Linked DNA regions of Mus musculus: regions 2 and 3 are each linked to region 1. Evidence: chromatin contacts called from public Hi-C and HiChIP or PLAC-seq data. All regions are on one chromosome and are shown on one strand. The core of a region is the stretch at or near the end of the contact, and the rest is flanking DNA. Distances in the headings are between cores, read along the strand shown. Region 1 holds the start of Asap1 (ArfGAP with SH3 domain, ankyrin repeat and PH domain1). Region 2 has its middle 6.6 kb from the start of Gm46509. Region 3 overlaps Asap1 (ArfGAP with SH3 domain, ankyrin repeat and PH domain1).

The links. A called contact is a pair of places that touch in the nucleus more often than the background predicts. HiChIP or PLAC-seq counts read pairs in DNA pulled down with a chosen protein or histone mark.
Region 2: a Hi-C map of the C2C12 cell line shows a contact between it and region 1, with 3 times the contacts expected there. The contact joins the enhancer-like site here to the promoter of Asap1 in region 1. A contact is called at or near these places in 5 of 39 promoter capture datasets (the 3T3-L1 cell line, hippocampal neurons, liver and 1 more), 18 of 484 Hi-C or Micro-C datasets (the 3T3-L1 cell line, the C2C12 cell line, the C3H10T1/2 cell line and 12 more), 4 of 115 datasets of contacts at active chromatin or transcription factors (the NIH/3T3 cell line, embryonic fibroblasts, pancreatic cancer cells and 1 more) and 1 of 9 other capture datasets (adipose tissue).
Region 3: a contact with region 1 is called in an HNF4G HiChIP or PLAC-seq map of pancreatic cancer cells. The contact joins the enhancer-like site here to the promoter of Asap1 in region 1. A contact is called at or near these places in 2 of 39 promoter capture datasets (liver and macrophages), 3 of 484 Hi-C or Micro-C datasets (the N1E-115 cell line, nephron progenitors and uterus), 2 of 115 datasets of contacts at active chromatin or transcription factors (microglia and pancreatic cancer cells) and 1 of 9 other capture datasets (adipose tissue).

The regions. Positions count from the first base shown.
Region 1 is chr15:64,381,469-64,384,977 of GRCm38.p6, reverse strand. It overlaps Asap1 (ArfGAP with SH3 domain, ankyrin repeat and PH domain1), which reads left to right and starts at 2,059. Exons shown (of 31, transcript NM_010026.3): 1 at 2,059-2,261.
Region 2 is chr15:64,508,277-64,512,128 of GRCm38.p6, reverse strand. No RefSeq gene overlaps it. Among named protein-coding and RNA genes, the nearest start is that of Gm46509, 6.6 kb to the right of the region's middle. Within about 2 kb of position 1,383, at least 17 of the 459 cell types and tissues checked have an H3K27ac peak or open chromatin away from gene starts, as enhancers often do. A contact at or near this core is called in the C2C12 cell line, the C3H10T1/2 cell line and the N1E-115 cell line, where this site is marked.
Region 3 is chr15:64,258,948-64,262,545 of GRCm38.p6, reverse strand. All of the region lies in intron 3 of Asap1 (ArfGAP with SH3 domain, ankyrin repeat and PH domain1), which reads left to right. Among named protein-coding and RNA genes, the nearest start is that of 1700010G06Rik, 53 kb to the left of the region's middle. Within about 2 kb of position 2,100, at least 38 of the 459 cell types and tissues checked have an H3K27ac peak or open chromatin away from gene starts, as enhancers often do. A contact at or near this core is called in adipose tissue, macrophages and pancreatic cancer cells, where this site is marked.

The DNA of each region.
Region 1 (3,509 bases), core at 810-3,309:
TTAGAGCAAGGGGTCATTAATGTGGACCCTTCCCTTCCCTTCCCTTCACTGCAGAATGGCTTGCCATTTAATATGACATATAATGCAACAAGTAGTCTTTTTGGTTTTTTGAGACTGGGTCTCAAGCAGCTTAGGTGAGGTTCAAATTCCCTATGTATCTAAACACGACCTTGAACTTCTCATCCTTCCGAGAGCTGGGAGTACAGGCATGTGCCACCATGCCCTGGCCCAATAGTCAAGACCTTTAATGAGGAGATGCTGGGGAAGCACAGAGGAGGGCATAATTAACTGGTGATGTGCCAAAGAGACTACAGTTATGTCAACTGACAGTCCTAATTGTTCACAGCGTTCATTTCCCAGGACCATTAGCAGAGCCCACTGGAGCTTCTTCCATTACACTGAACACTTCACATCAAGTCTCTGAGTAAAGGATTCAGGGAGCTGAGGGAGAGAGTGAATTGGCATGCTTGGATGACAGATTTGGATTTCTAGTCTTTGCCCCTTATATCCAACATGTGCTGACTGAGGGGCTCCCATGTGCTCGTATGGTTCTTGGCACTGAGAGTGGGAACACAAGAGACAGTCAAGAATTCTGCTGTGATGCAGCTTAGCCATGGGGAAATGTTAAGCAAGCATCCGGAAAGATACAATAGAGACAGGAGCTATGCAGCAACAGGACCAGGGGCAGGATGTTGGGAGAGGTGCGGGTGGTGAGGATGTGGGGGTGTCAGACACAGTGGATCAAACGGTGAACTGTGAGGGCCCGACTTCTGCTCTGTGATTTATCTGCCGACCTCAGTTGGGTAGAGGTTCTTTCCAATAGGATGGTGGCTATGAGGGGCAGGCATTCCAGGTTCTTGGGGCCCAGCTTGGAGCTTTACCTGTGACCTGTAACTACAGAAAGTGTTGAAGAAGAGACATGCCTTTGGGTGCCAAGCACAGGTCTGTTTGTCCTTGGGAGATAGAGCTGGTACCCAAGTTTCAGTTCCCAGCATGGTCATTTCAGTTCTCACTTGCCCACACGCGGTCCTTCCTCTATGTCTTGAGAGTCAGAGGAATCTCAAACACTCAAGTAAAACCACCAAACTGCAGCCTACAGGTAAAGTGTGGCATTTCCTCGGGAAACCACAATGAATCACTCCCCATGGCAGCCCAGACTCCCTGGCTAGTTCTCCTAACCCCCCTGGAGCAGCTCAAGGCTTATTAACGCGCCCTCCCCCCAAGTCTCCCACCCTCAGGTTAAGAACAAAATCTCCAATCTTGTGAGGCCTGGTGAGTTTCTAATTTTACCAGAAAGGGGTCTCTACTACGCAGTGGCTGATCTTTTCTTCTTCAGACAGCAGTTTCTGGAAGACTCAAAGAAAAATAATCACCAGTAATTAGGGAGAAACTGACACCCTTGGGCCAGACCTGCCCCCGAGCTAGGTCCACACAGACATGCAGAACACACAGCCCACAAGTTAGAAGCCTCCCTTCTCTGACATCTCTAGTGTGCAGTAATACCCAAGCACAGATATCATTGATGTCTCCAACATGCCAGTCTAAGCATCTTGTTTTCAAATTAAGTCTACGAACACTCCTTTCTTGATTGGGAAACTAAGCCTCAAGGAAGTATCACTTGCAGGAAAGAGAAAAAGGCCATTTTCCAACCAGGGTTCAGAGCCTGGAATGCTCGAATGCTAGCCAGATCATCTCTGTGCTATCCAAAAGGTTTTGCCTCCAGGCACTGGGTAAGAAGATAGAAATCCACGGAAAGGAACAGGAGAAAGTAGCCTAGGAGAAGACAGTGCAGGATGGGAGAGAGGCCACAGTCTTTTGGTGTCCCAGCTTTAGCAAGCCCCACTTCAAGGCCAAGGTTCTCTGCTGATAAGCCCCACCTCTGCCTTCTGTGGCCAAGAAGGAGGCCCACCCCATGAATCTCCTACACTGCCCTATACTCCTGTGCCCTGAAGTGTGCCCGGCGGGCCAAGGGTTAAACGCGGCGGGAGCCCCCGGAGCGGGGCAGCCGCGGGCCGGGAGTGCTTAGTCAGGATTCCGATTTCCTGCCGAAGTGTTTGGATTTCCTGCAGCCCGCTCCCGCCGCCGCCACCGCCGCCGCCGCCGAGCGGGCTCGAGAGAGCGGCTCCGCGTCGCCGGCCTCCTCCTCCCCCCTCCTCGGCACATGGTCGCCCGCCCCTTCCTGCGCCGCGCTCGGCTCCCGCGCCTCGCCCGGCCTCGCCGCGCCCGCGATGGAATAATGCCCAGCGGCCCGCCCGGTCCCGGTGAGTGGCGAGGCGGCGGGGCGGCGGGAACAGGCGCGGTGGGGCGCTGCACGGCCACCCGCACACCCCCTGTGGGCTCCGGGTGTCCCCGTCCGTCCGCAGAGCACCAGCCGGGGGCGTGCGGGGCGCGCGGCCGGCTCTGCAGGGGTTGGCCGGGCGGCCCGGGGATTCCGCAGCCGCAGCGCCGGAGCGCACGTTCCCCTGCTCCGCGGAGGAGACCCGGGTTGGGGGTGTGCGCCCGGGGCGCAAGGCTCCCCGCTCCGGGAGGAGGCCCGGGCAGACGCCGGGGCGCTCCCGGAGTCCGCTGGGGCGCTTTCTCTGTCCTCCCGGGCACTCTCCCCTCCCATTGGGACTCTCTCCTTCTCCTCTGGGGTGCTCTCCCGGCCCTTGGGGGCGCTTTCCTTCTCCTCGGCACTTTTCCCGGTTCTCCAGGGGCGCTCTCTCCCTGCGCGGCGGGGAGGCGCGGGCATTGGCCGCCGCATTGTCTCGGGCGCAGCGGAGGAAAGTTCCCCTCGGCGCGGGTCCCGGCCTGGACATGGCGCTGCCTGGCAGGCCCCAGACCACTTAAAAGGAAAAGAAACAGGGAATGGGGGGGGGGGGGGGAGTGGTAATTCCCCTTGGGAGCTGAGAAGTGCCTTATGTCTTCTTCCGCTTGTACCATTTTGGAACCTGATGCTTTTTATGAGAGCAACAGTAAGTTTAAACGAGAGCGAGAAAAAAAATAGAAAGAAAGAAACTAGCTGGTATCTGGTTTTCTGCTGTTTAATCCATCCAGAGACATCATCTCACGCCCTCGTAGGGCGGGTTCTTTTTATCAAGGAAAGGCTTAGCCAGGTCTAGACCAAGTTAACTTGACCTTAGCCTTAGCTGTACAGATGCAAAAGACCATTTCCCCCCTTCCATCGACTCCATCAGGTTGTGTTAGCAGGATTGCTTCTGGGATAGCAGTGGTACAGGATTGCTGAGTAATGTTTTGAGATTGTAAAACACAGCATGTAATTCTTAGGCCAGTTTCATGTCTATCCTAGCCTGAGTGGCCAGGTCTTCTTGGCGGGCCGTTGGAAGGCCCCTGTGTAGTGGCCATTGGGAGAGGGGCTTGATGGGGGGTGGGGTGCTATAGAAGAAAAGAATCTCGGAAAACAACTGTTTTCTCTTTTAATGTGGAAGAGATTCAGAAAGATTCTATGGACACAACTACTTGGTGGCCTGGCCAGGAATAGCTTACTTCCAAGCCTCTAAACTCCCTGG
Region 2 (3,852 bases), core at 134-2,633, 130 kb before region 1:
CACCACCCATCATTGAAAGGAACTGCTCCACACATTCCAGACACCTCCCCAACAGGGTTACAGACCACCCCAAAACCAAAGTCAGAAAGAGTTGGGATTCTAGTCTCATTGATCCAAATTAACACTGACAGATCATCTCTCTCTTATTACAAAGTCCAAGCACAGAGGTTGGTTTACAAAGGATTTTGTATCTTCTGCTCGCCCCAGACCTCTAGGTTCAAATTCTTTAATAGTTCCATTTAATTCCAACTTCAGCTGCCACTGCTGCCAAGAGGTTTCTGTCTAATTCTGGCCATATCGACTTTCCCCTTGTCTGCCTGCCTAAAGCAATTATAAAGAAATGCATGAGTCTGAGTATCCAATCAGAAAGCACTATAGTGTTCTCCATCTCAGTCCTTCTCTAACCCCACTACGGCATCACCAGAAATGTGCATACACTCATTCACTTGTCTGCAAGCGGCCCTGAATACCAGGCAGTGCAATCTCATTTACCAAGCACAAAATTTTTTACTTGCCCAAGACTATACCACTCCAGGGCTGGCATTTAAGACCAGTGCCCCTTCAGGCTACCCATCATTTGTCATGGCACTTATGTCAGTATCCCGACACTGTTGACTTCTGTGCCTGTCAACTTCTAGAGGAAAAGGACTGAATTATATTTACTTTGTAAGTGTTCGACTTCCTGATACAGAATGGGCACTTGTCAGCTGTAAATAATCTGACCTGAATTCAGTAATTGTCCACATGCAGCAGTTCTTTGTTATCCCTGGGGGATACCATCCCTGAGTGGCCAGATCCACATGCTGCAAGACAGCTGATTCTCAAGCTCATTCTAGTGTTTATAATTTTATCAACAGCCCTAAGAGAGTTTGAGCTCTGGCATTTTTCACTTGTGCACACCAGTCACCTGGGATCTTGATAAAATGCAGATCTGGGTAAGATGGTAGAGTTCTAGTTGCCTCCGTGTGACACGGTAAAGATTCTGAATCAGAAAAGTAGACATGTTGAAGACTCAGAAAGAGAAGACCTTTCAGAAATCCACCAAGAGTGTGCTAGAACAGATGCAGAGTGTTGGACACAAGATAACGAAATCAACAGGAGGTGGCCCAGGCTGAACTGAGCTCCAACAACTCAGCTCCTGGCTTTCGGAAGAAAAGCAAAAACCCCATTCCAGGCCCTGATGGAAACAGATTAGCAGTCCTTCCCTTGGGGAAAACCCACAACCCTCTCAAGCTTCAAATTCCTTACAGGCTTTAGTGGGACAGTGATTCCTCTAACAGACAGGTCACCACAAGGGCACAAAAATTCCATTTTGTCACTCAGTACAACTTGGTAGCTGTGCACTATCTTCAACCCTGCTGTGTAAAAATACACTACCCAGAGCACTTGAGGACAGGAACAATCATAAATCAGGAAGCTTGAGTCTAACTTGCCATAGCACCAAGAGGGACTCCTTGGAGGCAGTCATGGACAGCAGCCTCTTGTACCTTGCCTCTCCCTTCCCTACCCTTTTCAAGCTGAGAAGATACAAGCATCAGGGAGTTGGGCTCAGGAAGTGAGTCCTATTACAGAAAAAAGTAGCCCTCCCTCTCTAACTGAGAACAACATTGGAATTTGACAGCCCAGAGCCTGAGCTCAGTAGGTGAATGAACCTCTGCAGCCATCTACCTGTCTTTCACACTGTGGAGTTGAAAAGTCTAAAGTTCTCGCAAGCACATGTGGATCCTCCAATAAGCTGAAGAATATTTGATCTTTTGAAGTCAATATACCAAAAACATAAACCAAAGTTATAATATTAAAAGCTGTAAGAGAAAAAGAGCAACTAACTCACTAACAAAAGCAACACATCAAAATATATCAGGCCTCTTGTCTGCAAACCTAAAAACCAAGAAACATGGAATGATATATCTCAACCCCTGAAACTAAGTAACTAACAATCAATATTTCTATATGTAAAATTTTATCTTTCAAAATTAATTGAGAAATAAGGTCACTATGTGACAAACACAAACTAACACAGTATGTGACTGCTGTGCCAATACTGCAGAAGATACTTAAAATAATACTATGCACAGAAGAGAAAGACTATCTCAGTCATAACAGCACACAGAAGAAAAATCTCATGGGAGGATAGTTGAACAAAGGAAAGCTTGCAGGAGTCAACCATGCCCAATACAGTAAACCAGAAAAATCTCTGATTCTAATAAGGTAAATAGAAAAGAATAAACAAATAACCAAAATATAACTAAAATAAATTATAGTAATTGGCAAGTACCAATCAATAATAACTTAAATGTAAATAACCTCAACTCTCCAATAAAAACCCACAGACTAACTGGCTAGATTAAAAGGCAAGATCCAATTATCTCTTGTCTCAATGAAACACACCACATGGGCAAAGATACTCACAGACTAAGAGTCAAAAGTTGGAAGTTGATCTACCAAGTAGAAGTAAGAGACACTGCTTCTATTTAAGGAGCAGGCCACTGAGAGTTTGACCATGCTCTGGTAAATATATAGATAACACAATTTGCACTTGAGGTTTTTTTTTTTTCCTTTTCTATTTTAGTGTTCATGGGAGGTGGTCACAGGGGTCAGGAGTCAGACACAGAAGGACTGGAAAATGTGTGTTATCAAGGTACATGGTGTAAAATTCCCAAAGAATCAATAAAAATATTATGCTGGAAAAAAAGAAATAAAAACTCATGGAGACTGAAAAATATACTTTTGCCAGATGTGTGGATCAATGAATAAATCTAGGGAAAATTTTTTTTAAGTTTCTAGAATCAAATGAAATGAAAAAAACTTATTAAAACCTCTAACTTACAAGGAAATCCATTTTAAGTGGGAAGTTTATGACTATAAATACTTTAAGTTGTCTGATATAGTTTAATGATGCACTTATCATAGGCTCTTAGAATAACAAGAATAAGCTAAACCCACTCACTAAGTGGAAATAAATGATAAGGATCAGGGAAGAAACTAATGAGACAGAAGTGAAAAGAACAGTAAACCAAGAATAAATGAAACAAAGAGAGGTTGCTTTGAGAAAATAAACATAATTGACAATGCCTAAGCTAAACCAAAGGAAAGTGTGAGAAGACACAAATTAGTAAACTTAGATTTGAAAGGGGATTCTTTGCAACTGATGCCAATGAAATTCTCAGGATAACTTGCAACATCTAAAAAATACAGATAAATTCCCAGACATATAGCATCTGCCAAAATTAAACCAACTCAAACAGACTTGTTATAAGCAATGAGATTGAAGCAGTAACAACAACAACAACAACAACAATAATAATAATATTTTCAACCAAAATCTGTCCAGGCCCAGATGGATTCATTACTGAATTCTACTGGACATTCAGAGAATAACTAACACCAAGATCCTCCATAAAACAAAAAGGGTAGGAATGTTTTGGGGCCAGATAAAGATACAACAGCAAAACTGTAAGTGGCCACCCAGATGAATATTAACACAAAAATTTTCTATAAAATAGACAAACTGAACTCATTGGTACATCAAAAGGACCATGATTCCCATGATTCAGTTGACTTATTTAAAAGTTTTGAGGATGGTTTAATATAGGCAAATCAAAAATATAATACATCAAATAAATAGATTCAAGGGCAGAAATCACGTGATCATGTCAGTAGATACAAGAAAGGCCTTTGACAAAGTTTGACATCTCTTCATGCTAAAAGTCCTAAATAAACTAGGAACAAGAGGAATATAACTCACCATAATAAAACCCTACATATGATGATCTTATTGTCAACATTAATAGTGGGAAAAACCTGAAAACATTTTCTCTAAAATCAGAAATGAGACTGGATAGCCATGCTTTC
Region 3 (3,598 bases), core at 851-3,350, 120 kb after region 1:
CTGTCCCTGCTTTGGTGTCTGCTCTCTGCCTTCATCCACTTCACTGTGTATTCTTCACATGCAGCGCTAAGGGTTGGCCGAGCTGTGGGTTTAGATTCAGGCCTTGATGCCGTGGCTGCTCTGGCTTCTCATATGTTGTCTAATTTCTGAAAGTCTGGAACATGGACTATGGAGGGACTGCATATTGAAGGAAGTAATGTATAAGGTAGACTGGCAGGGCGAACCTTATAGATCATCTGCCTCCTCATTAATGCTGCTGCTTTGGCCTCAGGCTTCATCATAACTCATTACTTCAGAGGTAAAAATTGAAACTGTGAAAATGGCCCTGAGCTAGAATGTTTGTTTTTATTGTGATTTTTTTTTTCACTAAAAATGCGCCATGAGGAAGGGATGGTGCATTTGTTGGTGCTTGGAGGAAACCAATCTCTGCTTGGGTTGTGGGCTAAATTGTGAAATACATCAAAAAGAGGACAAATAGAGGCCATGCCGACTATCCACTTTACACATTGAGCTTGTTCTGCAGGTGACAGGCCTAGTCCTGAGCTCGGAGACTGAAACCCACTTGTGCTGAGGAAGAGAACTAAAGGAGAGTAGCATACTCCCCAAGGGAGGGAGGGTTGGGCACTAGAGTCCTGCTGTGGGTTCAGGAGAACAGCAGAAAAGGCACGAATGTCCCTTGTCCCTCAAGTAGAGCACCGTAGGGAAGAGACTCCTGGCCAAAGAGGAAGCATTTTCTGGCATTGATCATGTAAAAATAGATCTTTCTTCCTTGGTAGATGTCATTTCACAACATGGAGGAAAGCTAACAATAGTCACTTGTGTGACTTGGTGTCCACACAAGTACTGGAAATTAAGAAATCCACACCACTTAATTTCATTCTAACTCTGATTAGGTTTATGCTGCCCTACATGATCTGATAACATTTGTCCAGAAGGATAGTTAGAATAGCAAGCTTTATGGTTGCGGGAAAACTCCCTCCCTAGACAAGCGGCAGAGGCTCAGATGCTCCTGGCCTGTAGATGTCAGCTTCATCTCAGGTGTAGCTTGTTTTTTGAAGGAACTAAACTGAGGTAGGAGCAAATTGCCACCGCCGATCTGATTTTGATGGCCTTTACAAGTGCCAGGTGTTTTGTGTGGTAGTCTCTTAGATTCATGAACGTAAGAACTGTCTTTTAAAAGTGACAGGTGTAAGATGTAGCCTCTTTCAAGACCCTACTTATTTACCCTTCAGCTCCCTAATGCTTATCTGCAGGAGACCTCTTGGACTTGTCTTCAGGACACTTAGGTCAAAACACTTTAACATGGTGTTTAGGGTAACCTGCGTGTTTTAGTGCTAGAAACATCTCTAACAAAGAGGACATTGGCTGTCAAAGGAAGAGAGGCGTCGTCCCTGAGGCGTAGGTGTGGGTTGCAGTGTTCCTTTTTAAACCAAAATGTCAACCCACAACTTTCCTTGAGTATTGCTGTGTTCTGCTTAGGTGTATTGAGTGGAATATAGTATGGGTTCGAGTCATGTTCTTGCTCTTTTTAAAGGTGCTTTTGGTATCAGGCAGGAGGGCCCCTGCAGCAGTAACAGCCACCCCCTTTAGGCACACCTCTTGGCTTCTTTGCACTGGGTAGCAGTGTCCATTTAGAATTTAGTGAGAAAAGCGAATGTGTGCCCCCACCCACCCCAGTGAAGTTCAATACTGACTCGGACCTCCTCTTTGGAGGAAGTATAGTCTGTATCCTTGTGGCTTGAATTTAGATTGCCATTGCTTCAATGGTTTGCTGTTAGCTGGAGGTGTTTTGACTTACACTAAAACAGATTTTAATCATTGAGTTTGTCTTATGTTCCCTTCACATAAGAGGATTGCTTTCTCAAATAATGAGAAACCTGTAATGATTTCACACCATGCACCCCAATCCTATTCTTTGTCTCCCTGTCCCTTCGTGTCTGCCCTCTACCCTTCTGACCTCCTCTCTAAAATAAAATATAAAAAAATAAAATAAAAAGCAAACAAGCAAAAGATATCTCCTTGTGGAAACTGCAGTATGTCAGGAGGTCCCACAATATACCCTTTGTTCACACATAGCAGATACTTGTAAGTGTTCATTGCACTGAGTCAGTGGTCTGGTTGGAGGCCTCTGGCTTCTGCTACACTATCAGTTCTGGATCCTCACCAGGACTTCCCTTGGATATCCTATTGTTGTCCTGTGCCATGGAGATCCTGCAGCTTTGGTCCTGCAGGACTGGCCCCTTCACGTGTTCTGGTGGTTCATAGATAGGGTAGATGTTGATGTGAGCGAACTCAAAGCCCTGGATCTGGACCAGCCGCAGTGGTAGGGCAGGCCACTCCCATCAGGCTGCTCCTCTCCACCCTTGCGTCTCCAGTTCCCCTTCTCTCCACAGGGCTCAAACCACTTAGCTTTTCTCTCTCTCCCCTCTCTCCACCACATACTTGCACATTGTAAGTATTGTGGGCCTACTCGAAGCGGGAGCCACGGGGCAGGCAGGCCTCTAGGTATCTTCCGCCACTTATTTTGTCTTTTATAAATAATGGCTTAACAAATGGGAACTTCATATGCATTAAAAAATTAATCAGAAGCGTATACAATGTCAATATAGATTTTCTTTGGGGAAGGGGAGATTTACTCTCATGTCCCTCTCTCCTATCTCTGCATCACTCTGTCCCTGCTTTTCTCTCATTTAAACATTCTTATTACATTTGGTTCCTGTATGTGTGTGTGTGTATGTATGTATGTGAGAGTAGATGCAACCACTCATGGTAACTTGTTAAAGTGAGCTCTTTTTTTCTACCATGTGGATCACAGGGTTGAGCCAAATCTTCAGGCTTGTTGGCAAGTGACTGCCTGCTGAGCCATCACAACAGCCCCCTTCTGAGACAGGGTTTCACTATGTGTCCCTGGCCTGGAACTAACTTTATATACCAGGCTGGCCTTGAAACTCATGGTGATTACCTGCCTCAGTCTTCCAAGTGCTGACGACATTAAATAAATACACTATACTTGATATTGTCCAGGCTTACCTAGAACTCACAATCCTCCTGCTTCAGCCTCCCAGCTGCTGAGATTACAGCATGCATGGCCTTCTATGCTGGATATTCTAAAATGTCAATATGTGTAGGTATATTTATCTAGTTATATAAAGTGATTATTGAATATAGACTTTAAATTGTGTGTGTGTGTGTATTTATGGATCATAAAGCATAAAAGAGAACCATGAGAAGGGAGAAAGATCATAAGGGAAGGGGAAAGAGAGTGTAATGGCATACATGCGACATGAAATCAGAAGGGAGGCCTGAGGGAAGCAAAGGAAACAGCTGGAGTTGGGTGGGGCAGAGTGGAAAGCTGTCAGAGAGGGGGATGAATCAGAACAATTAAAGAGACATATGCACACACATATACACATATGCACAAGTGCACGCACTTGTAAATACCACAATAAACCCGTTATTGTATATCTAAGTAAAGTATAGGAGGAAAACTAACTTAAAATTTGTTTTAAAACAGCCACTGTGGAAATTTGAACATAGGGTAAAACATGGGAATGTCAGCCTCAGCAGCAACTTCTGACTCCATCCCCCACCCATCTTC